2 separate regions of the Rattus norvegicus genome follow, and region 2 is linked to region 1. Evidence: chromatin contacts called from public Hi-C data. All regions are on one chromosome and are shown on one strand. Each heading gives the region's core, a stretch centred on a gene start, on an enhancer-like site or on the middle of the called end of the contact. The rest is flanking DNA. Distances are from core to core; before and after follow the strand shown. Region 1 has its middle 26 kb from the start of Hhipl2. Region 2 overlaps LOC102555798 (a long non-coding RNA gene).

Region 1 (3,502 bases), core at 603-3,102:
TCTGCGCAGGTCTTCCGCAGTGCCCTGAAGGGAACATGGTGTGAAGTCGGTGTTCCTCAGATGAGAGAAGAATGAGAATGGGAAAATGCGTCCCAGGAGGAGGGACTCAAACTCCCACATAGATTTCACTTATTACTTTATAGCTACACAAAAGTGAGCCACCAGGGCACTTCTTGCCACCCAAGGCATAAAGAACAAACTCTGTTTCCTAGACCAGAGGTCTTGAGGGTCCACTGCTAATGTGAGGTGACCTGGGACACAGCATCCCACCACCAGATTGCCAGTCTCTCCATCTGGAAGCCTCACTGCTGGACGTAGCTGAGATCCACAAGCATCACACACAAGTGTAAAGGCCTCCATTGTGATCACTCACGAAGCCACAGTTGTCATCTCAGATGCTGTGTATGCTGTTGTGGGATTTAAATTTGCCGATTCCTTTATTCGGGTCTATAAATTCTGTTTATCATTTGTCATACTGACTTACTGCTTTCACTGGCCTGGGACCCGTGGCTCTCCAGACGCTCCTGGGAACAGAGTGTGGCAAACACCCAAAGGTCACCCACATACTTAAGAAACCAAATCTCTTTGCTTGGGAGCACTGTCTTCTAGGCACAACATGGTAATCACATGCCTGAGCTCACAGCCGTTGTGATGACCTACATGGGACAAGGGCGTCAGCATCTTAGGGGGGAAGGGGGCTCTAGAGACCCCACTCCTCTCTGAGGAGTTATGAGCCGCTAATGGTTACTGGGGGAGGGGAAACACGTTCTTCAGTGGTGTAACCATCTCTGAGTCGCCTGTGCCCCAGTAAACTACCTTTCATCCACACGCCTTTAAGCTTCCTAATGAAACTCTCTGGGCCAATGGCAACAAAAAAGACGTGAAAGTTGAATTGGGGGGCAGGGTGTTGGGAAGAGGGAGGGGACCAGGAGGAGAGGGATGGGAACAAGAGAAGGTGAATATAGCAAGATGCTTAAGATGTATGTATGGAGAGACAGTGAAAACCCGTTATGTATAATTAACAAATTATATTATTATTATGTATAATTAATATACTCCTACCACCCCGCTGTGTATTTAGCCTGCCATCTTTTTTTTTTTAAATGTGTAGCCCAGGCTGGCCTCGAACTCATGATCCTCCTGCCTCTGCCTCCTTCAGCAAATCCTACCGGTGTGCGCCACCACAACCGGCTTAGCCTACCATCTTTCTCCTGCCTTTTCTTTCTGCCAAACAATCCGGTATTTGACTCTCTCAAAATACCAGATTCTGCTCTGCTCCACTTTCCAGGAACGTAGCACTTAACACTGGGGGGACTTTTCCACAACATTTCAAACTGCTATTTGGCCCCTTTTTTCTTGAGCCTTTTGCTCAGTCCCCAGCACGGAAGCAGAGACCACTCTCCAGAGACAGCCTGGTCACGTTAAAGCTTCAAGTCGACAAAACTGTCCCAAGCTGGGGACTGGCAGCGCAAACAGGAGCCCGAGTGACAGGGCCCTTCCCTCTGGACTGTCACCACAACACACTGTCCATGCCGGATCTCATATGACTGGGCACCAGATGGCTCAAATTCACCTGCAAGGCCAGGCCTGCTGCGAGACTTCGTCTAATTGTGTGTTTTGATCATTTGGAATCTGCAGCCAGAGCCTCTGGCGGCAAATGTCCTTCTCCACCAGTTCAGGCAAGAAAATGTACCTGCCGTCGTCATGGCGTTTGCTTCACTGGGCTGCTGACTTATTTTAAGAACTAAATCGCTCCTGTTACTCTATTTTCCTCTTCAGGAGTGAGAGACTCCAAGACTGGTATAATTTGTAGCCAGGGCTGGCATCCTCTTATGTGGTGAACTAGCGCCACCTACTGACTACTCACTTCACAGCAGCCAAGAGGACAGCAAGGTCCTCTTGTAGGGAAAAGTTCTCTACTTACTACTCAGCAGGCAGACTTTGCCTGGAAGTCTTGTACTGTGCACTTTTTAATCTTTAATGTAAATAAACTGGGACCATGTCACCAAGAAGGAAGCTGGGCGAGCTCTTTACTTGCGAGCCCTGCCTCACCCCTTTCTCTTTAGCCGCCTTTGCTTATAAATGATGACCTCGTGACAGAGAAGCTGATGTCGTCCCCAGGCAACCCAAGCACAGACATGGAGAAAGATGGCCCTCCCAAGGGACCCGTGCAACTTTCTTGTCTTTAACCTTCCTGCTCAAGGTCTCTAAACTTGGAGTGCAAGATTACCCTCCCGGTACCCGTGGCCCTTCCCATCCAAGAGGTAGAAAGTGTTTCCACATAGTCACTAAGCATAGATAGGCTACTTACCAGGAAGCCTCCATGGTACTTACTCATTCCCTGCCCAGTGCATGAACCCCGAGCTGGTACTCACCATCGAACAGATGCCTTACAGATATTTAGAGACTGAGATTTACTGACCTTGGTACCACAGGGTCAAAGTGGTCTGTGTCACTGTGAAGCTGTCTGTTCGCCACAAACACTTAACACTCCCCCTCTTTTGCCAAGGAGATGCCAGTAGCAACCCCAATCCCCAGCTCCATCCTGAAACAACTATTGAAATATCTGCAGGTGTTCCCGTTGGCTCCCTGGGGTGGGAGATGCAAAATCATCCCTGATTGGAAACCCTGGGTCTGGAACTCAGGTTCCCAAGGCTGGTGGTTTGGATGTAAAATGTCCCCCATAGTCTCATGTGTTTAAACACTTTGTCCCAGTAGGTGGCGCTGTTTGGGAGGTTGGCCATGGAGCTCAGGACATGGGAGTCTGTAGGGGCAAACCCTTCGGTTTGTAGGCAGGTCCTGCTTGGAACTTACTCTCTGTTCCTAATTCTCCTTCTACTTCCCTGAATGAGGAACAAGCCACACCACAAGCTCCGACCACCACAGGTGTACTGCCTTTCCCACCATGAAGAGCTATAGCTCCTAAGTCATGCACCAAAATAAACCTCCCCTCTCTTAAATTGCTTCTATGAGGTATTCTGTCATGGGGGGGCGGGGAGTAACTAATACACTGGGGAATGGCCAAAAGAAAGGGATGTGGGGGTTGAGGAGCAATGAGAGGAGGAGTGGGGGAGGAGGAGTGGGAGGAGGAGGAGGAGGAGGAGGAGGAGGAGGAAGGGTGGGGAGGAGCAGGAGGAGGAGCCACTACTATAAACTACCATTTAACACAAAGTTGTCTTATAAAAGGCACAAGTCTTGTCCCAAGAACTTTGTGACCTCTTACTATTTAACCCATGAATAGTCTATACCAGCTCCTTAGGGAAATATTTCGGTTATACATGAAGAAACTGAAGTTCAGAAATGTCATGTCACTTGACTGAGGTCACCCAGCCAGCAGTAGCAGAACAGCCATAGAAAACCAGGATTTCCTGACCCCAAGATGAGAAATAACACTATCTCCCACTCCAGGACAAAAAGTTCTAGAGCCACCCGATTCTCCACCATCCTGCTTGTCTTCCAGCGCTGTCCGAACAATTTATCTGAATTTAAACATATGCAAAGG
Region 2 (3,502 bases), core at 502-3,001, 150 kb before region 1:
ATTAAAATGTGCCAAGCCTGGAAAGGAAGGAAGGAAGGAAGGAAGGAAGGAGAAAAAAGACAGAAGAAAGGAAGGAAGGAAGGAAGGAAGGAAGGAAGGAAAGAAACACACCATAGATCATAATCTTGATATCAAAATAGACTTTAGTCCAAAAGCCACTCAGTGAGGCAAAGAATATGGTGTAATTCTAAAAGCTATTTTCACATGAAGATTTATCAATCTAGGCAGCAAATATCCCAGTAAGAAGTAAGAAGATATGTATATATCTATACATATATCTATATATCTATATATATCTGACACATCTGTCTCAGATAATATTGAACCATGGATCCAATAGAGCAAAGAGGCAAGGCTACAAAATCATAAGCAGAAAGTAGCCCTTTCACACAAATGTTAGATTCCACACTCTAATGAGAGAAAATACCTTCTTCTGAAGTAGACGTAGAACAAGAATAGATCACATACTTCAGTTCAAATCAATAGTTCCACACAATGGAAAAATAACTTACAGTACTGTTTAATTAAACTGCAAAGAGAGAGAAGAAAAGAAAATTGAAGGCATTAAAAAATAGGGAAATTACAAGACCTACTAGATATTGGGCAAAGGAGAAATACAAGCAGAAATTAAAAGAATTTGCAAAACAGTTACAATGTAAAACATTTACCTACCAATTCATGGGGTGCACTAAAGAAATGACTGGAGGAAATCTGTCATGCTGAACATCTACATCAATAAAAAAGGACAAAAATAAATTACAACTATAAAAAAACTTAAAAAGAAAATAAATTTAAGACCAAAATGTTATTTATAAACAACTTTATGCTAAAACAATGAGAATTTAGATCAAAGGAATTCTTCAATAAGTCAACTTATAAAATGTACACAAAAAAAATTTGGGGGGAAAATACAAAGAAACGGACAAGAAATGTGGTCATATACCAAACATTTTAGTGACTCATTAAAAAAATCTCAAATGTTTCTTCAAGGTGGGAACAGTTAGCTGAGGAAGAAAATGGAAGCAAGGGACAGAGGGTGGAATCTCCATACAGTTTTAGGTAGCACTGTTCACGCCAGCTACGTTACAGAAACAACCTAGCAGTCCCCCAGCAGAGGGATCTGCAAGAAAATGTGGGGTGTGTGTGTGTGTGTGTGTGTGTGTGTGTGTGTGTGTGTACAGTGGAATGCTTTTCATCCATCAAAACAAAAAAAAATATGAAATTATTCAATTTCAGGAAAATGGATGCCACTACAGAAAATCAGGATAAGATAATTAAGTCAATCTAGAAAAACAAACATCACATTTCTTCTCTTTTTCGGTGCCCTGGGTTTTATATAGATGCATAGAATCATGTACAGATGCCATGAAAATGGATGAAAGAATTTTAGAAGAAAAGAGAAGGCTAATAGGGAGTGGGGAGAAGGAGAAGGGGTTCTTGGAGTGTGAGAAGGACTGTGTTCAAAATGCATTGGTTACTGGCATGAATATGCCCTTACATAACCCAGTTTAATATGATAAAGATAAAATAAAAACAGAAAGAAGGAAGGAAAAGGGGGCCGTTTGTCAGGAAAACAGCACCCAGGTGCTGTGGACGCTTAAGAGAAAGGAGGTATTTCCTTTCCTTAAGAAGGGGGATGGCATTTGAACTCCTCATCAAACCACAAGAAAGCCAGCGCTTCCTCCTGGGCTCGTCACCCCTCACACCAGACTTCCTAGAAACCACAGACACCTCCGGGTCGAGGTTTCACTATTAGGCAGCTCTGTTCCCCGTCCAACTCCGCAGCAGAGCCATTCTCCCAGAACAAATTGCAAGCAGAGGATCCCGCTGCCGAAACAGAAAAGGCATCCAAACGGAAAGTGAAATTGCTGACCTTTTGGAGCCTCGTGCCTCAGAAGAAAACACTCATGTCTGACAAAGACTCGCTAATGTATGCTGGCTGGCTTCCGATTGCCCTCGCCAGCGTGTCCCCTCACTGTGCACCCTCTACGCCCCCCCTCCAGCCTTAAGATTTAATAGAACCATTCTGTACTGTACTGTCAGCTTCGCTGGGCTCTCTGGCCCTTACTTGAGTCCAGCCAGCTAAGGGGAACAGTAGTGTGAAATAGAAGGAAGGGCAGAAGACATGGTCAGAACCCTGCCCTCGCTCCCTGTAACATCGGGTATCTCTCCACACTGACCTCTGTCCCTGGACAATCTCCCCCACCCCCACAAACCCCTTTATCCACTGTTTTTTTTTCAGTCACCCCCATGGTTTTCTCTACTTTTTCTGATAATCTGAGAACAATTATAGATAAGCTCCCATCCTGTCCCATACCTCTGCTGGGCCTATGGTGCTACAGCACACTGGGAAACACACACCGGAGACTGAATAGAAATCAGGGCTTTGCAGCTCAGTCCACACGCTGGATCTCGGTAGTGGGGATCTGGCCTCCAGGATAAATTCAGCCTAGAATAATCTGAAAGTGGAATTAGGAAGAAAGAACTGTGTCCATCTTTGCTGGACACAGAAAACTGAGATTAACACCTACTGTGTATCAGTGCAGTATCTGCAAGATCTGTCTTGCATTTAGCAAGCATTCATTGTGAAGTGTCCTAGCAAGCACGTTAAGATTACCATGAAATTGTGTGCTTTCTTCCCATTGATTTTGTCTGTGCGGGTCAATAAAATAGTATCCCTTGCTATATTACTAGAATATTAACTTCTCTGTAGGTGGTGCCAGGAAGAAAAAGGGGGTTATATGTCCTCATCACTGTAGGCTGGCTTGCCCTTCATTCAGAGGGCTAAGTGGGCTTATAGATCTTTATATGAAATCCCTTTCTGTAGGTATCTGTTTCAATGCCCCAAATAGAAAGAAATCTGTAAAAACGAGTGACTATTTGACTATTGACCATTTAGTCAAGTCTGAATTTACTACCACTTTGTGGAGAGAGAGAGAGAGAGAGAGAGAGAGAGAGAGAGAGAGAGAGAGAGTTACACATCACAACCAAAGGTCCTAGGTTCTAAATGTAGACCAAGAACCTTAAGACTTACATAGTTTGAATGTCCAGATGTTTGTATTTACTGCCTATAAACAGGGCATAAGGCACTATTTTCACCCAAACATTATCCTAAAATGTAAATAATGTAATTTACACAAATGCATACAAGAACCTCACCGGCAGAGTATTGAAAGAAGAAATAGCTTCAAATGGGAAGAAATAGTGTAACGTAAGCCATTGCGTCCAAAGACCCGATGTTAATTGAAGGCTTGGCAGGGCTTCACGCGATGCATAGAGTTTGCCTCTGCCCTTTGCAGCGTGATTACGGAGGCGAGCCTAACAGAGCTCTAGTAATCATTCAAGAGCACAAGCAGGCACAGTTTGGACCTCAGAAGAATGTCATTAAGTTCAGCGCTGGAGTGATGGCACAGCGGGTAAAAACGCCTGCCGTGGAAGGTGGGGACCCGAGTTCAAACCCCCAGCACCTATGTAATAAACCAGGAATGGCCGCATATTCCTG

The links. Hi-C and Micro-C count contacts between places; a contact is called where the count stands out from the background.
Region 2: a contact with region 1 is called in a Hi-C map of Schwann cells, with 11 times the contacts expected there. The contact joins two enhancer-like sites. A contact is called at or near these places in 9 of 12 Hi-C or Micro-C datasets (the A7r5 cell line, Schwann cells, frontal cortex and 4 more).

Annotation. Positions count from the first base shown.
Region 1 is chr13:97,610,626-97,614,127 of GRCr8, reverse strand. No RefSeq gene overlaps it. Among named protein-coding and RNA genes, the nearest start is that of Hhipl2, 26 kb to the right of the region's middle. Within about 2 kb of position 1,852, at least 8 of the 93 cell types and tissues checked have an H3K27ac peak or open chromatin away from gene starts, as enhancers often do. A contact at or near this core is called in Schwann cells, where this site is marked.
Region 2 is chr13:97,764,245-97,767,746 of GRCr8, reverse strand. It overlaps LOC102555798 (a long non-coding RNA gene), which reads right to left. Exons shown (of 10, transcript XR_010057116.1): 6 at 2,318-2,459; 7 at 673-727; 8 at 1-529. Among named protein-coding and RNA genes, the nearest start is that of Hhipl2, 180 kb to the right of the region's middle. Within about 2 kb of position 1,751, at least 11 of the 93 cell types and tissues checked have an H3K27ac peak or open chromatin away from gene starts, as enhancers often do. A contact at or near this core is called in Schwann cells, where this site is marked.